Linked DNA regions of Mus musculus: region 2 is linked to region 1. The links are chromatin contacts, called in public HiChIP or PLAC-seq maps. All regions are on one chromosome and are shown on one strand. Each heading gives the region's core, a stretch centred on a gene start, on an enhancer-like site or on the middle of the called end of the contact. The rest is flanking DNA. Distances are from core to core; before and after follow the strand shown. Region 1 overlaps Glb1 (galactosidase, beta 1). Region 2 overlaps Cnot10 (CCR4-NOT transcription complex, subunit 10).

The links. HiChIP or PLAC-seq counts read pairs in DNA pulled down with a chosen protein or histone mark.
Region 2: an H3K27ac HiChIP or PLAC-seq map of embryonic stem cells shows a contact between it and region 1, with 32 read pairs. The contact joins two enhancer-like sites. A contact is called at or near these places in 1 of 15 datasets of contacts at CTCF or cohesin (CD8 T cells), 4 of 484 Hi-C or Micro-C datasets (CD4 T cells, cranial neural crest, female germline stem cell-derived STRA8 germ cells and 1 more), 12 of 115 datasets of contacts at active chromatin or transcription factors (embryonic forebrain, embryonic stem cells, epiblast stem cells and 5 more) and 1 of 9 other capture datasets (embryonic stem cells).

The regions. Positions count from the first base shown.
Region 1 is chr9:114,433,739-114,437,992 of GRCm38.p6, forward strand. Glb1 (galactosidase, beta 1) reads left to right here. Exons shown (of 16, transcript NM_009752.2): 7 at 663-721; 8 at 4,001-4,122; 9 at 4,203-4,243. Among named protein-coding and RNA genes, the nearest start is that of Gm30254, 26 kb to the right of the region's middle. Within about 2 kb of position 2,328, at least 13 of the 459 cell types and tissues checked have an H3K27ac peak or open chromatin away from gene starts, as enhancers often do. A contact at or near this core is called in embryonic stem cells, where this site is marked.
Region 2 is chr9:114,582,636-114,586,503 of GRCm38.p6, forward strand. Cnot10 (CCR4-NOT transcription complex, subunit 10) reads right to left here. Exons shown (of 20, transcript NM_153585.5): 20 at 3,239-3,704. Among named protein-coding and RNA genes, the nearest start is that of Trim71, 20 kb to the left of the region's middle. Within about 2 kb of position 1,631, at least 138 of the 459 cell types and tissues checked have an H3K27ac peak or open chromatin away from gene starts, as enhancers often do. A contact at or near this core is called in embryonic stem cells, where this site is marked.

The DNA.
Region 1 (4,254 bases), core at 1,078-3,577:
AGGCAGGAGGATAACTGAGTTTGAGGTCAGTCTGGGTTGCATGGTGAATTCCATGCCAGTCAGAGCTGCATGGTGAGACCCTGTCTCGGGAAAATCTAAAAGACATAAACAAAAATTGCCTGCCCCGCTCACCGTTCCAAGTGCTCCAAAGCCCAAGATCAGGGTCCCCTCAAGTTCAGGGCTGAGTTTGGGTCTCTCCTTCAACTCAGTTTCCTGATGAGTCCTTATGTGGCAGAAAGGGGTAAGGGCATAAAATGCCATTATAAGGCATTAAATGCCATTAATTCATAACAGGGGAATAGGAGGGCCTGGCTAAGTCACTTCCTGAAAACACATCTTTAAGACAAAGTTTTTTCATGTATTTCTTTTTACTGGAGGAGGGTGCTCAAGAGCCAGGCACGGAGCATGTGTAGAGGTCAGGGGATAACGGATGGCAGTCATTTTCCCTGTTGTACCATGCCAGTCCTGGGGATTGAACTCAGGTTATCAGCCTTGGTGGCAAGCGCCTTTTCCCTCTGAGCCCTCTTGCCGGCCCTCCACTTCTCAGACATTCCTATTTGGGATTATAGTCCAACTTTTGAATTCCCTACCAGTGACCTTAGCAGGCTGGTTAGCTCCTTATGCCCGTGACGGACTCTTCTTCTCTTTCTTGAAATTTCCAGGCAACAATATCACACAAGCTTTCCTGGTCCAGAGGAAGTTTGAACCTAAAGGACCTTTGGTAAGAACTGGGGGTGTGGGGAAGAGACTGAGCTTGTACACAGCTCTTCCCAGAGGAGGAGGCAGGCTGCAGAAGAGAATGGGTCCATCTTTGGTGGTTTATTTTTTATTTTTGGCTCTGGGATCAGCAGCTGATGGGACTGGGGCAGAAGGGAACGTAGCCCTTCCTGACTCCTGAGTGACAGCTGGATTGGTGCTCCAGTTTGGAGACTAAAGCTCTTCACGCGAGTGAAGGAGATGCAGAGAACCAGGACTGGCCAGGACTGGCTTCGGCTCTCTTGGTTTTTTTGGTTTTTTGTTTTGTTTTTTTCCTTTTCTCTCCTCTCTCCCCACTGGATCTCAGGTAGCCCAGAGGCTCAGAACTCAGTGTGTAATGGAGGCTGACCTTAAACTCCTGAGACTCCTGCTTCCGATGATTCTCAGCCTCTGGGACTAAGTGTGCACTGCCACACCCAGCTTTACGTGGTAACTCGCACCCAGATGCTTTCTGCACCCGAAGGAAGGCTGGTGCTCTAACTGAGCTACCTCTCCAGGGAGCAAAGGCCAGTTGCTCTGACCTGAGGAGCCTAGACATGGCTGGGACAGGATCTGGTTCACATGTGTATTCTTTAAGGTTTATTTTATTACTACTATTATGGTGGTGATGATGGTGATGATGGTGATGGTGGTGATGATGATGTCTGTGTACAATGCACATGTGTGGGTGCTCTCTGAGACCAAAATGGCATGTAGGATCCCCTGGAGCTGCCTGATGTGGGGTGCTAAGAACGGAAATCCAGTTCTCTGGAAGAACAGCAGATACTTTTTTGGGGGGGGGCGTTGCTGGGGGGAGGTTCAAGACAGGATTTCTTTGTGTGTATCCCTGGCTGTTATAGAACTCGATCTGTAGACCAGGCTGGTCTTGAACTCGCAGAGATCTTCCTGTCTTTACCTCAAGTGCTGGGATAAAAGGTGTGGTCACCACATGCTCAGCGGATGGCTTTTAACCTCCAAGCAGCTTCTGTAGCTGAGAGACTTGTTTCTTAACTCTGCAAGCTTCTGCACCCTGCCCCCACCCCCCACCCCCTTACCCCTCCCCGCTCTTGATGCTCTGGTTGAAATATGGAATTAATTCTGCTGGGCCTGGGAGGGCCTGACTGTTCCTGGAGCAGAGCAGCCAGGAAGCGGCAAGGTTGCAGTTTTGATAAGCAGCTCTGCTGAGCCTGCTGGCTTGCTGGGAGAAGAGGCCAGGGCTGCCTGGACCTCTGTCAGGCCTGCATTCGCAGCTCTTCCCTCCAGGTTGCTGCAACAAGCCTTGTTTGCAAAAAAAAAAAAAAAAAAAAAAGAGGCTCTGCTGGAGGTCTGCACTGCAGAGCCTGCTCAGGCAGGTGGAGCCATTTCCTGGAACCTCTCCAGGTTCCCTTTCTCTATTCTGACTTTGAACTGATGTTGCTTCTGGCCAGCAGGTCTCAAGATCAGTATTCACACAAAAAGGGTGAATTGTGCGTAATGGATAAATGTGGGGCTAGATGTTTGCTGTTGTTGTTGTTAATGGGTTAGGGTTAGGGGGTTAGGGGTAGGGTTACAGAGAGCCCACCAGATCTTACCAGAGATAACCACTTAGACACAGTTTATACCCAGTTGAAAGTCTTTGTTCTAGCTAGCTGGGACTACACTCAGGTCTTGGTGACCTCAGTGTAGCCCTGAGGATTTAGACCAAGGGGCTTTTAAAGGAAAAAACAAAACAAAACAAAACAAATCTGTTCTCTCTCTTAGCAGCTTCAGGGGAGGATTGCTCAAGCAAGCAGATTAACAGAAGCCAGGAAAGTTTAGCTGGGCATCTGAGCCTCAGGGCCTAGAATAGAATTGGATGCTTTTCCACTGGATTCTTCATCAAAAGGATTAAATACTGATTAAACCCAAAACAGCCTCATCAAAAATACAAGATGGGCCAGGCAAGGGTACACGCCTTTAACCCCAGCACTTGGGAGGCAGAGGTAGGCAGATCTCTGTGAGTTCGAGGCTAGCCTGGTCTCTAGAGCAAGATCCAGGTCTATAGAGTGCTGTACCCTCTGCACTGTCTTGCTCTGTCACACGGGTATTGAATACAGGGCTTACATCTGGTAGGCAATTTCTCTACCACTGAGATACATCCCCAGCCCTTGGGTTTTGTGTTTCGTTTCCAATACAGTCTTGCTAGGTAGCCTCCAGTTTCAGATTAACTATGCAGTCTAGACTGACTTTGAACTCCGAATTATTCTGCCTCAGCTTCCTCAGTGCTTAGATAACAGTTATGTGCCACCATGTCTGACCAGAGCTGCTAATTATGAAGACACCACCTTGCCTGACTAAATGTTTTGGTATTGGAGGGAAGGGGCAGGGAGTGTGGGACATTCCCAGCTGACAAAACTGACAAAGGTAAAACTTTAGGAACCAGTTGTCCCAAAATACCCACGGAGAATCGGGTGTGAGATACCCAAGTCCCTCCTGTAAGATGATGCGGTTCCTATAGATTTAAGTTGCACATCCTGTCCTTGGCATAATTCTTCTCTAGGTTGCTTGTTCCAGACCCAGTATAGATGCTATACTGAGAGTCATAGTAATTTATCATTCAGGTAATAATGACAGGGGTGGAGGAGTTTATACATGTTCAGTACTGATGCAAAGTTTTTCTCAAAAAATACATTTTCTTTTAGAATATATGGTCTCATGTAGCCCAGGCTGGCCTCCAACTCACCACATAGCTAAAGAGTACCTTGAGCCGGGCGTGGTGGCTCACACCTTTAATCCCAGCACTCGGGAGGCAGAGGCAGGCGGATTTCTGAGTTCGAGGCCAGCCTGGTCTACAAAGTGAGTTCCAGGACAGCCGGGGCTATACAGAGAAACCCTGTCTCGAAAAACCAAAAAAAAAAAGAGTACCTTGAATTGATAATCCTCCTGCCTCTACCACCTGAGTCCTGGGATTACAGGTGGGCACCGCCCACGCCTAGTTATCACAGGGCTGGAGATGGAACCCAGGGCTTCAATCACTCTGGGCAAGCATTCTACCAGTTGAACCATGCCCCAGATATTTCTGATTGTTAATAGGTTGGGTCTACAATGCAGAACCCATGGATTTGGAGGGTTGACTGTAGTTGTAGTATGTAAGATGAAATGTCACTATTGGTGGACACTCAGAGACCCAGTATAGATACTGTTGTAATTGGAGGTCCTCATGGGACCCTCCCTACATTACAGGGACACCTCAGCATCAACTCAAGGTTGTAAGTGTCTCCTGAGCACCACCCCTTTTCCCTTTCAGATCAATTCTGAGTTCTATACTGGCTGGCTAGACCACTGGGGTAAACCCCATTCCACGGTGAAAACTAAAACACTGGCTACCTCCCTCTATAACCTGCTTGCCCGTGGGGCCAACGTGAACTTGTGAGTACCCAGGACTGGGAGAGGGAGCCCTGTGGCTGTGGCTCACAGTGAAGTATGTGTGTTCTCTTATTTCTCTGTAGGTACATGTTTATAGGTGGGACCAATTTTGCCTATTGGAATGGTAAGATCCGT
Region 2 (3,868 bases), core at 381-2,880, 150 kb after region 1:
TCCTAGATGGGCTTTAAAAGGCTGACTGACCTTCAACTGACCAATAATTGACTTTCTATTATCGTCATTATCATTATTATTATTTTTACACTACAGCAACTGGAGAAGTATATGTTATGGTTGTTATTTGATTTTGTTGTTGTTGAAGACAAGGTCTTTCTTTGTAGCCCCGGCTGTTCTGCAACTCACAGAGATCTGTCTGCCTCTGCCTCTTGAGTGCTGGAATTAAAGGTACGGGCAACCAACCACATCTTTCTGGCCTTGTTTGATTTTTATTTTATTTATATTTTGTGTATGGGTGTTTTGCATGCATGTATTCTGTGCACTACTTCCAGTGCCCAGAGGAAGCCAAAAGAGGGCGTTGGATCCCTTGGAACTGGAATTGCAGATGGCTGTGAGTCGATGTGTGGGCACTGAGAATTGAACCCGGTTCTTCTAGAAGAGCAGTCAGCCAGCCAGCCAGTGTTTTTAACTGTAGATTCATCTCTCCAGTCCCTGTCGTTTGATTTTTGAGACAAATTCTCACTCCATTGTTTCATGCAGTCAAGCTTAAACTTCTGAGCAATCTTCTGCCTTAGTCAGGGACTACAGGCAAGACAGTCCTTTGTCACAATGCCAGCTGAAATACTTATCAATGGTATTTATCCAAATAGATGCTTGCCTGGCCCAGCCTCGGCATAAAGCCATAAAATATCATCCTTGTCCAATACTTGGGAGTACTTAGCTAAAGCAGTATTTTTCCTTTCTTTAAAAACTCAGGCCGGGTGGTGGTGGTGCACGCCTTTAATCCCAGCACTTGGGAGGCAGAGGCAGGCGGATTTCTGAGTTTGAGGCCAGCCTGGTCTACAAAGTGAGTTCCAGAACAGCCAGGACTACACAGAGAAACCCTGTCTCAAAAAACAAAAACAAACAAAAAAACAAAACAAAAAAACCCCCAAAAACTCAGGCAGAAAAGAGCCAGAAGAGTACAGAGGATCTTAAACCTTCACCCACAGAGCAAAGATAAGTCAAGGAACCGAAGCAAATGAAATACATTGAGTAATGTTATTATGGTAAAAATTAAAATCTAAACAATGGGGAAAAAAACCAAAAAAAAAAAAAAAAGCCAAAGATAGAAATGGCTTATACATTTACTCAACCACGGAAGTGACAGGAGTAAAATAAAGCTGTATAAAACAAACTAGTCAAATAACTAAAACAAAATCAATAGAATCGAATAAAGTGGAAAGGAACAGATGACGGGAAGAAATCAGTGAAGAAATTTGTTGGGCTGTTCCGCGCTGCCGCTAGGTGGCGCTCGGCGCCCCGGGCTCCACGCGGATTCCCGGTTGCGTCCCGAGACTCTGCCTCTCTGCTGCTTTCCAGAGGGATCCCGCGGGCTGGCCGTACCCCTTCCCGGCTGTCCCCGCTGGGAATAGCTTGGAGGTCGTGTGAAGAGTCACATCGTGGGCAGGATACCCTGGTGATAAGGACACAGATCGCAGCGGGACCACAGCTGTTCCAATGATTTTGATTTCCTTGGTGGGACAGCTACAATAAAGTTTTTTCTCGTATATTAAAGGATCAACGCGTATGGAGTGAAAACTCCCCACCTGCAGGGTTGCCTGTTAGCTTCCTGAGGTCTCAGCGGAGATATGGACTGTGGTAAGACTGTTGGCAGCTGGCCATTGCCCGGGTCCCAGAAGTCCCCAATCAGGGCTGAGCTGGGGGGGGGGGGGTGTGGGTGTGGGTGGGGATAGGGGCTGCTCACATGCTAATGTGGCGGTGACAATCGTGCGGGGGCGCCCCCGCGCCTGGGGGAGCCAAGGCAGAAACAAAGCATTAGCATTTTCCCCTAGAGAAAGGACTGCATTCCTGGGAGGGGAGCGCGGCCCTCCCCATTCACACTGGGGACCACACAGAGTGCCTCTTGCGCCAAAAGCTGGAAGGTTCGTCGGTTTGGCTTTTCTTTTGACCCGGGCGTTGCATACGAAATGTAGATATTTTCCTAAACGCCGGCTTTGACATTTAATGCGTTCCTAAGTAGTCTGAAATGTGGACTGGATTAGGAGGAGGCTAGGGGCCCACCGGGACACTCAGGCAAATCCCCTTAAATCCTCCAAGACAATTGTGTGTCACCACACGGATTCGCTTTGCCCCAAATGAGGAGGCTAATGAACTTCACTGCCTCCTTCCGTGACAGCCCACTCGCACCTGGCCGAGCCTCTGCGCCCGCCTCCCAGCTTTGTGTCAGGGCGTGTTTACTTTGTGTTTACTTTAGGCCAGGCCTGTTGGCTTCTAGGATCCAGTCTGACCATTAACTAAGGCACCTATCCTGGGCCATTGCTCAACCTTTACTCCACAAGGGGTGAGGGACACAAATACTGAGGGCCCTGGGACCTTGGGGCTATTACAGGCCACCCCATTTCAGGCCCCTTGGAACACTGCTAAGCCCAGAAAGAAAAATAGCATGAAACTCTACTTTACATGGGGAGTATTTTACCAGCAGGTTATGCGCCCCCGGAGGCCAGAAGAGGGCATCAGCTCTATTGACCTGGAGCTACCTGGTTTCGAGCCACCGTGTGGATTCTGGGAATCGAGCACCATCCTCTGCATACCTTCAGCTCCTCTCACCCATCTTCATAATTTACTTCTTATTCTCTCCCCTTCCCCTTTGAGACAGGTCTCATTATGAAACCCTGGCTGGCCTGGAATTTGCTATACTGTCCAGAATGGCTTCAATCTCACATATTTCTTTTTTTTTTTTTTCTTTTTTTTCTTTTTTTGGTTTTTCGAGACAGGGTTTCTCTTTATAGCTCTGGCTGTCCTGGAGCTCACTTTGTAGACCGGGCTGGCCTCAGAAATCCGCCTGACTCTGCCTCCCAGTGCTGGGATTAAAGGCGAGCGCCACCACGCCCGGCCAATCTCACATATTTCAATGTCACTCAAATTTTGCAAATTTTTGTTTTTTGTTTGGTTGAGACAGAGTTTCTCTGCTTAGCCCTGGAAGAACTCTGTAGACCAAGCTGGCCTTGAACTCAGAGATCTGTCATTCTCTGCCTTCTGGTGTGCTGAGAGGCAGAGACAGGTGGATTTGTGAGTTTGAGGCTAGTCTGGTCTACATAGCAAGTTCAAGGGCATCAGGAATAGAGACCCTGTTTCAAAAGCAAACACTACTACTGTTAGGATTTATGCCATGGGAGTACCTTGGCAGATTACAGGCAAGGTTTACCGGAAAGATCACACCATGCAACATATCTTCTGCAACAGATTGATTGACGGGGAGGGGGAAAGGCAGTCTTGGAGAGGGGACATGAAAGAGAGACAGAGACACCAAGAGAGAGCTAGAATGATGGCCAAAACCTTTTCAAAGGTCTGGTGATGACACAGCTCAGCCACTGAGTCATTGAGGGTAGGCTTGGGTGCACCTTGTCTCTACCCCACGCCCCCCAGAAAACAAAAACAACACAAACCAACAACAACAAAAACCAAAGCAAAAATTCTTTATAACAGTCTTGAGTGCTGGGTCCAACCTCCATAACTATGGCGACGTGAACAAGAATGGCTCTCATCGACTCATATTTGAATGCTTCATCTTCAGGGAGTGACACTTCAGGGACTGGGAGGCGTGGCCTTGCTGGCAGAAGTGCATCACAGGGACAGGCCCAGTGTTTCTCTCCAGTCTCCTCTCCAGCACTACTTCCGTCTTCCTGCCACAATGTTCCCTGAAATGAAGATAATGAACTGAACCTTAGAAATTGTAAGCCAGCCCCAATTAAATGTTTCCATTTATTTAAGTTGCTGTGGTCATGGTATTTCTTCACAGCAACTGGAACAATGACTAAGACAACTGCCACAAAATAGCTAAATAAATAAAAGTTTGCTAGCC